Regions from separate parts of the Anas platyrhynchos genome. Here regions 1 and 3 are each linked to region 2. The links are chromatin contacts, called in public Hi-C maps. All regions are on one chromosome and are shown on one strand. Each heading gives the region's core, a stretch centred on a gene start, on an enhancer-like site or on the middle of the called end of the contact. The rest is flanking DNA. Distances are from core to core; before and after follow the strand shown. Region 1 holds the start of ECD (ecdysoneless cell cycle regulator). Region 2 overlaps P4HA1 (prolyl 4-hydroxylase subunit alpha 1). Region 3 overlaps OIT3 (oncoprotein induced transcript 3).

Evidence for each region. Hi-C and Micro-C count contacts between places; a contact is called where the count stands out from the background.
Region 1: a Hi-C map of subcutaneous adipose tissue shows a contact between it and region 2, with 1.6 times the contacts expected there. The contact joins the promoter of ECD here to the enhancer-like site in region 2. A contact is called at or near these places in 2 of 8 Hi-C or Micro-C datasets (liver and subcutaneous adipose tissue).
Region 3: a contact with region 2 is called in a Hi-C map of liver, with 1.7 times the contacts expected there. The contact joins two enhancer-like sites. A contact is called at or near these places in 2 of 8 Hi-C or Micro-C datasets (liver and skeletal muscle).

What each region holds. Positions count from the first base shown.
Region 1 is chr6:6,515,653-6,519,142 of IASCAAS_PekinDuck_T2T, reverse strand. It overlaps ECD (ecdysoneless cell cycle regulator), which reads right to left and starts at 1,667. Exons shown (of 13, transcript XM_027460781.3): 1 at 1,376-1,667; 2 at 1,172-1,289; 3 at 998-1,085; 4 at 285-466. The coding sequence starts at 1,667. FAM149B1 (family with sequence similarity 149 member B1) reads left to right here and starts at 1,676. Exons shown (of 16, transcript XM_072040302.1): 1 at 1,676-1,816; 2 at 2,537-2,641; 3 at 3,232-3,364. The coding sequence starts at 1,767.
Region 2 is chr6:6,562,684-6,565,729 of IASCAAS_PekinDuck_T2T, reverse strand. P4HA1 (prolyl 4-hydroxylase subunit alpha 1) reads right to left here. Exons shown (of 15, transcript XM_072040311.1): 8 at 2,461-2,637. Among named protein-coding and RNA genes, the nearest start is that of PLA2G12B, 21 kb to the left of the region's middle. Within about 2 kb of position 1,314, at least 3 of the 8 cell types and tissues checked have an H3K27ac peak or open chromatin away from gene starts, as enhancers often do. A contact at or near this core is called in subcutaneous adipose tissue, where this site is marked.
Region 3 is chr6:6,616,952-6,620,187 of IASCAAS_PekinDuck_T2T, reverse strand. The region is part of intron 1 of OIT3 (oncoprotein induced transcript 3); the gene reads left to right. Among named protein-coding and RNA genes, the nearest start is that of OIT3, 6.1 kb to the left of the region's middle. Within about 2 kb of position 1,792, at least 4 of the 8 cell types and tissues checked have an H3K27ac peak or open chromatin away from gene starts, as enhancers often do.

The DNA.
Region 1 (3,490 bases), core at 418-2,917, 47 kb after region 2:
ACTGCACTGAGTACATCTGGCTCAAACTGCCAAATCCTTGCAGAAAATAACGCACAATGCTAACCTCACCTGTAACTAGCTGATGCTCGTAAGAGCATGTTGGTTCTAGACAGCAGTGTGCAATCTTTTCATTTCTCCAATGGGCTCCTAAAAGCTCGCACAACTTTCACATTTCCTCACTAACCAGTACAAGAAGGATGTGAAGGAATAGAAATTCCTGTAACTGTCAGGTATGGTATCACAGCAGTAAACCAACAGAAAACCAAATGAAATCATCCACATACCCACTGATGCGCTTATACACCGCTGCTCGAATGGGTTCTGCGGCCAGGAACTCCTCCGACCGGGTGGACAACAGCCTTAACGCCTGTGAGATTGTTGGGCAGGCAGCAGACGGCTCACAGTCATCCTGCTCTTGAGTCTCTGACAGCGGAATGATGTGCAATTCTCCTTTGTAAAAAAACACCTGGCAGACAGTAACAGCCTCATCAGAGGATAAGAACAGTCGTACACCAAGCAATGCAAAGTTTTGTTTCATACAGGAATCTATTTGTTTAAACTCAGATTACTGAAGCACAAGTAATGAAATAACACAGGAAACAACTTTTTTAAAATGGGAGATGATATAAATACAGGTGCCAGAAACCATGATCTAACCAATAAATTAAAAAATAATACTCTTTCAAGATACGTATTTCACTAAATCTGTTTTCCTTAACACCAACACTACCAAGTCTCTGTTCAACTGGGGATTTGCTTCAGAACCAGGCAGCCTAACCTAACCACTGAAGAACGTGACAGGGGAATAAAAGCATCATCCAGGCAGCAAACCCTCATGTCAGAGCACTTGAGAACACGAAAGGAAAAAACACGAGTGGCTACATCTGAGCTAGGAAGCTGGGATAGATGCAAGAGGGCTCCTGGGGAGAGCCCTGCCCAGTCCTTTCCAGACCACTTGGGCTGAGAGGCTCCAAGGCGGCCCCGGGGCCGTACGCACCCTGTTGTCGCTGTTCTCCGGACGGAGCCACTTGGGGAGGACCTCGGCCGCCTCTATCAGCAGGAACTCCCCGTCGTTGTCGTCGACCCTGGCCGAGGAGAAAGGGGTTTCCGTGAGGGTGAAGCCGCCCGGTGCCGGGCTGGGTCCCCTCGGCGCCCCCCGGCCCGCCCGCACCTGGCCGCCAGCAGCGGGCACGCCCTGGTGATCTCCCGCAGCAGGTACACGACGAACCACTCGTCCTCCACGTTATCCCCGAACCGCGTGCTGCCGCCCAGGTGCTCCGGCGTGTCTCCTGACCGAGCACGGAGAGAAAACAAGATAAAACACGAGAAACGAAGCGGCTCAGCGCCCCTCACGCCGCGTCCCCCCCGGGCTCACCCCGCGTCGGCACATAGCGCAGGCGGAACGGCTGCCGCTGCCAGATGTAGGCGGCCAGCAGCGGCGCCAGGCGCTCCGCGATGTCCCGGGCGCAGCCCCGCAGCAGCTCCTCGCCTCCGGGCCCCACCGCGAAGAGGCGGTAGCGAACCGCGTCCTCGCCCGGAGCCCCGTCCCCCGCCATAAGAGCCGCGCCGAGGGCCGCGCTCCGCCTCTGAGGGGCGCTGAGGCTGTCGCGACATGGCGGCGCTGAGGCGACCGCGTCATGGCGGCGGCGCTGTGGAGGCGGTGTCATGGCGGCGGCGCCAAGGAGACCGCGTCATGGCGGCGGTGTAATGGCGGCCGCGGCGCTGAGGAGGAGGTGTCATGGCGGCGGCGCTGAGGCGACCGCACGATGATGTCGCGATACACGAGGAAGCCGCTGCCCCCCAGCGCTCTGGAGTCGTGAGTGGCCGCCGCCAGGCAGGGTCCCCGCGGAGGGCTGGGGGCGGCGGGGCCGTAGCTGGGGCTGGGGAGAGGGGCTGGGGCCAGCCCTAAGGGGTGGCGGGGACGGGCGGCAGCGCTGTGAGGCGTTTGTACCCGTCGTGGGCAACGTATGTAGTCGCCGACATACGATGCGGAACGTGGTTAAATCTCGAGTTCAATGTCTTTGAGCCGAAAATGAGCTAAGGGGAGGGATCCTTCGCTTACAGCTCCCTCATCCGATGCTTGGGATACTTCTGTTGGCTCTCCTCCCGCTGCTGGGACTTTGCCCATCTCTCTTTCCAGGCACCTAAACTTCATCAAAGCAATAAGGTAGCAAATAACTGCTCCTAATTTGCCGAGTTTGGAGGCCACGCTTGTTCTGCCTGATCACAAGTCCCCTTTGGGGACAACAACGTGATAGGTGCTTATAGAGAGCTGCATCGGGATTCGTGACAGCGCTTTACGTTTAAAGGAAGACACTGATTTTTAAGCAAATACCTTTTAACTCCGTGTTTAGCCTAGAGTTAGTTTTGGTATTTTAAATATAAAGCCTTGGTAACCTGAATTACCCTAATAATAAGAAATGCTTCAGGTATGCAAATCAGTGCATTCCTCGGAAAGCAGAAAGCCATGTAAAACTTAGGAGCTGCGTAGATATTTATTCTTGTCAGTAACATCAAGTTCTGCTCTTTCTTTTAGACAAGGACTTACAAAACATGCCTTGCGGCATCATCCCCTGCCAGATCCACAAGATGAGGGGCGCCCAGCCACACCTATGTTGGAAAACTACGGAGAGATCTCAAGGTATTTGTCACACCAGAAAATGGATCTTTGTCTGGAGACCATGGAAAAAACAATACCCTTTGTGTAGAGCTATATTTACAAAAGTAATACATTTGGTACTCCTAGGCTTTACCTCAGAACTGTAGCATTTCAGAACATATCCTTTCCATTTTGGACATCATAATAAGTGTGTAGCTGTGTTTTGTTCCCATCTCATAAATAGCCAGGGTCATGTAATTTTATGACAGAAGCAAGTGGAAAAAAGTGAAAAATCATTCCTGAGCAGTGTAGAATTGGAACTAGAAATAGTATTCAACTTAACTACAGTAACTTGGAGAAAATTGATGTTCTCCTTGACCCCTAGATGTCCTACATCATTGAGGTTATTAGGAGTTAGCATTAATACATTTACTTGTGTACTATGGCTTCTGCTTAAATGCCTCTAAAGTAAACATCAACCCTATGAAAACTCTCGAAGAGAAGGATTCCTAAGAACTATTTTGATTTTTTTTTTTTTTTTGGTACAGAATGAAAAGGCTGTTTAACTGCTTTTTTGTCATTGTGGTGTTGTTGCTTTTCTTTCTTTTTTTGCCTCAATGTGTGCATTTCAGTGAGTCTGAAATCTCGAAGGAATCAGATTACCCTCCTGTTACTCCGACCAATCGTGGGAATTCATGGTCTGCTAGTCCGAGTTATGCAGAAACCTCCACTGAAGACAGCTCGATCTTGTCTTGGGGCTATGATGTGAGTAGAACATAATCATGCAAACCAAATCTACCACCATGAGTAAAAAGGTATTTGAAATATGATTGTAAAAATACAATAAAAACAACAATACAATAAAAACAAGGACCAGATCTGTAAATAGAT
Region 2 (3,046 bases), core at 65-2,564:
ACGGGGAGTCTCCACTTTTACTAAAACAAAGTTTTTGATTTTTTTTAATATATTTTTTTAAGTGTGTGTGTGTTTTATATATGTATGTGCGTATACATACATATATTTCAGAGCATTAGAGAAGATCAACTTTTCCAGGAAATAATGTTTCCACTTCTGGAGCAAGAAGAGCAGCTGTCTGAATAAAATAAACTAGAAACTTTCATTTTCTTCATACTGCAACAGCTGCTGGAAACAATTCAGCATTATGACACACATACAATCGGTCCTTTGTTCACGCTCTGTCCGGTGCATGTAAGCTGAGGTTTACAGTTAACTTGATTGCAGCATTGCTTGGATCTTGTATAAATGAAAGACGAATAAAACCCTACCTTCTGAATCTTTCTGTACCAGTATCAGCACTGAGGTGAACTTCTTTAACACTGACTGCTAACAAAAACAACTTGCTACGTGTATTTTACATTTAGGCTGTGTTCCTACGTTACAGGGAGTGAGATTCTTGGCTCAAGGCTTTGCCCTGCCCTTTACTGCGCTCCATTTACTGGATACCATCCCTTCTGTTAACATTGATCAAGAACCTTAGGTGCACTATTTTACTTTGTTCTTGTAATGTCAGGCACTCTCCATACTTTGGGATAAGTTCCACATTTCGGTGGGCTCTAGGCTCAACACAGCATACCAAGTAATATTTTTCTGTTGTTAAAAAAAGTAAAGCAGGGCTGCTCCTCCCCTACTGACAGGAAGAGGTATTAAGGACTCTTAACATGCAGCCTCTCCTCATCACGTGCAGACACATAAAGGAATCAAGTCACAAACTGATTCCAGAGAGACTCCCAGGGTGAATAATAAGCCTTCCTCCTGCCAGCTTACACCAGAGCAGCAGAAGGCTGGCCACAGATTATGCAGCCATGGCTTTCGAGAGGCAGCAGTAGAACATCCCTGGCACCAAGAAGGCAGATGACGATCTTTCTGCCTCAAAAACACAATCCTCCTGCTGCACTGGTTACTGAGCCCTACAAGGCCTCGGCTGTAGGAAATATGTGGAACACTAACAGCAGAAAAATGCTTTCACATAACTGAACCGTGAATCTGCAAGTCTTTGCCACAAGTTGAACATCTGATAGGAAGACAAACGTCTTGGCAAGTCCTGAAGTTTAAAGTCACCATGTGTTCAGACCTCCATACAGGCTGTATTTTCAGTGCTAAGCCTTACTTCTACGCCATAAAGATATGATTCAGTCACATTCCACAGACGTAATTGCCAGAGCTTTTGCAGCAATAAAGGGGCTTAATCAGTAACAGACAAACTGCAGCAAGGCTGCCTGCAGGAGGAGATGTTTTACAGGTTACTCATACTTCCTTACGGTTCTGAATGCTACCTCAGAAATACGATGCATCAGCCTTTAGAAAGCTTTAAAATCTACTTCTAGCTTCCTAGTACTCAGTGTGGTGACCAAGGGCAGCCCCATCTGTGATGTGCCTATGTGTAACTCACAGCTGCTTTACTTGGCAGCAGACCGAGGTAACAGTTTGTCCTGTATTTGATGTATTTATTCCCCCAATCTTCACTTGCTCAGCTCTCTCTGAACAAAAAGACATTTAGGCTCAGAAAGGAGTAATAATCTGTTTAGACAAGTTTAAATCTTATTTTAGAAGTAACTGGTAATTGGTAGAAAAACAAATCAAATTCACTAACTGCCTCCTAAATGTACATCTTGTGATGCACAGTCACGCCAGCTGGATACAGATGGCCGCTTAGCTTCTTGTCCATGCTGGACACTCCTGTTTACTTTGACAGCTGATTTGGCCTGGCTTGTTTGGCCTTCAAAACAAGAACCTTGGGATCTGGATTCAGAAACAGGATTTGATCAGTTGGACTTGTGAGTCAGAAGCAGAGCACAGCTGGCTAAGTACTGCCTTGTTAAAGCTCTTTCTCTTGCAGGTAATTTCAGAACCTGTTAGAAGTCAATTTTACGCTGAATGGACCATTCATTATTGTCTACACAGTAATATGGCATTCCAGGACCAGAGGAGTGCCTGCCTTTCCCTAGAAGACTCTCTTCTCCATGTTACAGCCTTTGCAACTACAGACTTTAAAAATAAAAGGAAGCCCATCTGATGCCAGGTGCACTTCAAGTCAACCTAGCTGCAGGATGTTTGTTTTCTGTTAGACAACACTCTCCTCCTCATCTGAAACAGCGTGCACCAAAATTGTGTCTGCCAGAAGAGCCTGACAAGTCTGCACTGCTGTCACCTAGCTCTCCTAGTTACACAGAGTTTACAGCTTCCCTGAGGACTCCTATGAAGAGTATATCACCAAGAGCTACAAGGTGAGAAAAGCAATGTGTGAGTACACTGCACACACATCTGCATTCAAGAGGAGATGGTCACACTCACTTGCACAGAAAACTACAAGCAGAACTCGAGATTCCAAAAGGCAAAGAAGTGTAATGCATTTACCCTTGGCTTTGCTAGCTCTTTCACAGTTTCAATCTCTTCATCGGAAATGATATCAAGGAAGCGAACAATTCGAGGTTTGTCCCACTCGTCTTCCTGTTTGACGGGGCCCAGAATGTACCTAGGATTCCGGTTTCCATCATAGTAGCGGCAGAAGAGTCTTTTCTGTCTCCGAGGGGTCTGAAAGCAAGATGAAACGAGATAATCAGGAAACTTCTATAATATTGCTAACAAACATTAGATGTCCTGAGAACAAGAGGTTGGAGCAGTTCACATTCCCTACCTTAGTATTATGCTACAAAAGTAAGAGATGCTTTAAGCCTGAGAAATCAGTGCTTCAGGTAAATTAATATTACTCTTTAATACTGCAGCAAGCAGTACTTTACGCAGTCCTATTCAAAGTGATTTTGTCACTGAAAAAAACACACTTCCGTTCAATACCATACATCAATCTAGACTTGTAACATCCATATTCAGTTAATTACAATTGTTTAGTCATTTTCAGTTAGCCTACAATAATACTTTTTCTCTACTGGCCAGAAGAAAACAGGGAAGAAATCCAACACACGCTAATCCCCTCCTCTACGTA
Region 3 (3,236 bases), core at 543-3,042, 54 kb before region 2:
GTCCCAGCACTCGTTTGCAATCTCTGCTCAGAAGGCTCAGTTCTCCTCTGGCCACTATTTCCTGCAGTTAAAGCTCCCTAGCTGGCGTTTTCTGACTGAGGGGGAGCCGTGAAGTCGTATGACTTGGGGAAGGAGCAGAGATAACAATGAGCACCCATCTGCTCCTCTCTTCCATCCCTTCGGGATGTCCGGGTGTCCCCTGGTTAGAATTCCCCTCCAGATAAGATAGTGGAGGTGTCACCGTGGGGCAGTCAGGCAAGAAAACAATAGCGAGTTGCGTCCAAAAAACAAGATCGATCAGTAACTGCACCTCCGTTGTCAGTAAGGGGCAGAGCTGCTCTGGAGAGGTCAAGGCTGGTGTTGTACCCCGCATCCCTTCAGCTTCTTCCTCTGATAAACTTCCACAAGTGCTATCCCAGTTGCTTTTCAGAAAGCCTGGGGTCAGAAGCTGCACTGAGAGGAAGGCTGCAAGAGCCACAGCGTGTGCAAGGGCTTCCAAGGCTGTGTTACTCAAGGAGTAACTGTGCCTCGGTTGAGTGGGATGTTCCAGTACTTGTTTTTCTGCCTCTGCTTTGTTGTCCAGCTGCAGCCAGTGTCTTCAATGGGTGAGTGAAGAGCCATTGCTTTCTAGCTTATTCTGTTCACCATCTTTAAGGTTCGTGTTCTTAGGTGACAGGCTGGGAGATGTGAGAGAGATCCTTTATCTTCGACTGTGGTGTGAAATTTCTTCCAGGTGGAAAGGTCTTTGTCTCAGAGCGTGGTGCCTTCCCTACTGGGAGAATCTTCGCTGCTAAGCACTGGGAGATTTTCTTCTCCTCTAGCAGGAGAGACTCTACACATAGCTGTTAAGCTACTTTTTCACCCCTTCCCTGGCAAATCTGAATTGAATTTAGAGTCATAATGCAGTGCTGCTTATTTGTGCCAGAGCAGACCTCCAGTACACAGGGCACGTAGGATTAATCTCTGAAGAATGGTGGGCTTATGAATGCCTGCTAGAGTCCGATTTGTCATCCAGTATATATGTTAGCATGTCAGCCAGAGAGCTAATGATACCATCAAGATTACAAATTGTAAAGCTTTACTTGATGGCTGATGCTTGTCAGGCTGAATTGCTCAGGCCACGCAAAAAGTGTTGGGGAGGAAAAAAATTGAGCCATGAAAAATGGAGGGGACTGGAGACAGTTGTATGTCTTGAGCAAAACCCAGCGCCTTCAGCCTCTGGGGAGAAGAGAAGAGAGGTTGATTGGCTGGTTCTTTATTACTGTGGAGTTTCTTCATAAAAACTCAAATTAGTTTTCAGTAAGCTGTGGCACAGAGCGCTTTGTGTCTGTGGGAGGTTGGCCTGGGGCAGCATTGACAGTCCGAGGGGCCATACAGGTCTGCAGTGCTCTAAAGAGCAACAGCTGCTTTTCCTGCTCGTCTGCTTGCTCTTCAGGCCATCCTGAAGCTCTCAGAGAAGTGAAGGAGGGGAGGGGGTGCTACCTCATTTCCCCTGAAGTGCTTGCTTCCAGCTCCCTCTGAGCCACCGCATCTTTATTTCAGTGAATTTTGTCTTTAAATTATCTCCTGTCTGTTTAGGAGACAATGTGATTTCCCAGCATGAGTGTTTGCAGAGTCTATCTACAAAAGATATTTCATAAAGTTAATTATACTGTATAAGAGCTAATGAGAGTGTGTGTATTTCTGGTGCTGCCCAGCTGGGAAGCTGACAGGGCATTCCTTGCTTTGCCTCGTTTGGCTTTTAACACAAAAAGCTTTTAATCTTAGTCAGTGACTCACCCTAAGGCCGTACCAAATCATGTTGTGGAAGCCAAGAGCGTTACACCGAGGGAAGCCCAGAGGAAGCTATTTTCAGCTGTGTGCAGAGAAAAGGCAGGACAAATGTTTTCTGGTCTTGAGAAGTCAAGTGAGCTTTTGGAGCATAGGATTGAACAGCACTGCTGCTGTCTGTGGGTAAGGGCAGGAGGCAAGGAGAGGCAGGTAAAAGAGAGAGCTCATGAAGAAATGCCTGCCAAATCCCAACAGACTCCTGCTGCAGTCCTCCTCCTGCTCCTCGGGAGACCTGAGGGCTGCCTGTGGTGAGAGCAGATCTGCTGCTCTGCATATCCCATGAATTATGGCACTGGAAAGCACCTTTGTAACCCAGAGCTGCTCTCCCTGTGCCAGCTTGCAGCTCTGCAGCACTCTTGTGGCTACAGCAGCTGCTCCTGTCTTTTAGACTGTATTCGAGGCCAAACAAAACGTGACGGTGGCCGAGGACAGCACAAGGATTTTAGTGTAGAGAAATGCTGTGTTAGTGGGGAGGTGCAGAACAGCATGTCAGTGAGGCAGATGCTTACAGAGGGTGCAGCTCACTAAGGGTGACCTGAAGTCCCTGGTCAGAAGCACATAGACTTCCCATTTTCAAGTCAGTGAAGCACATCAAAATACTGAACCAAGAAGGTTTGTCTGCATCCAGAGCATTCTGGTAAAAAAAACATAATGTGTCCTCCCCACCCCAAATTGCATCAGCTATTGTTCAAGCAAAATAAGAGAGAACAGTTTTAGAACTTGAAATGCGATGCAGAAAGTACAGTGTATTCCAGGCTGCCAGCGTTTAATCAGAATGATTGGTTTTATTAGCCTACTTCTAGCAAATGATAATCAATTCTCCTTACTCAAGACAATATTAGCATTCATTTCGCTTAATAGGGAATGGTTAGTCACAGGTAAGTGGTGCTTAATCAGGTATTAAATGTACGTGGAAGTGAAACCCCTGGGCTTGTAGTAAGGAAGCTGCCAAATCAGGGTTAATTAGGAGAAGACTGAAATGTAACGAACACTTTAATTCTTCATTTTTTTCTCCCTGTGCTATTCTTCTGTAGTAATTATTTGCAGAAAGTTCAGAAAGGGCTTGAAAAGGAACACGCTTCTCGAGCCTGGCGTGAACAGACAAGTACCCACCAAGAGGTCCACGTGTTTGTATCTTGCCCTCACAAACAAACACTTCACTCACAAACATCTCATCTCTTGTGGAGATCAAGAGGGTTTGTGGGCTTGCAAGGAACGTGACTGCGTAGAGCCAAACATTTTGAAGGTCCTTATTCAGACCCTCGTGCTCTCTAGTTTTTAAGATAATAAATCAAGAGATCTGAGGAAGCTGTGTCAAATGCAGGGAGGCAACATCATCCCACAAAAATGCAATAGATAAATCATGAAGGTAGGCAGCACATTGGCAGAGGGAGAAGTGGGTGATG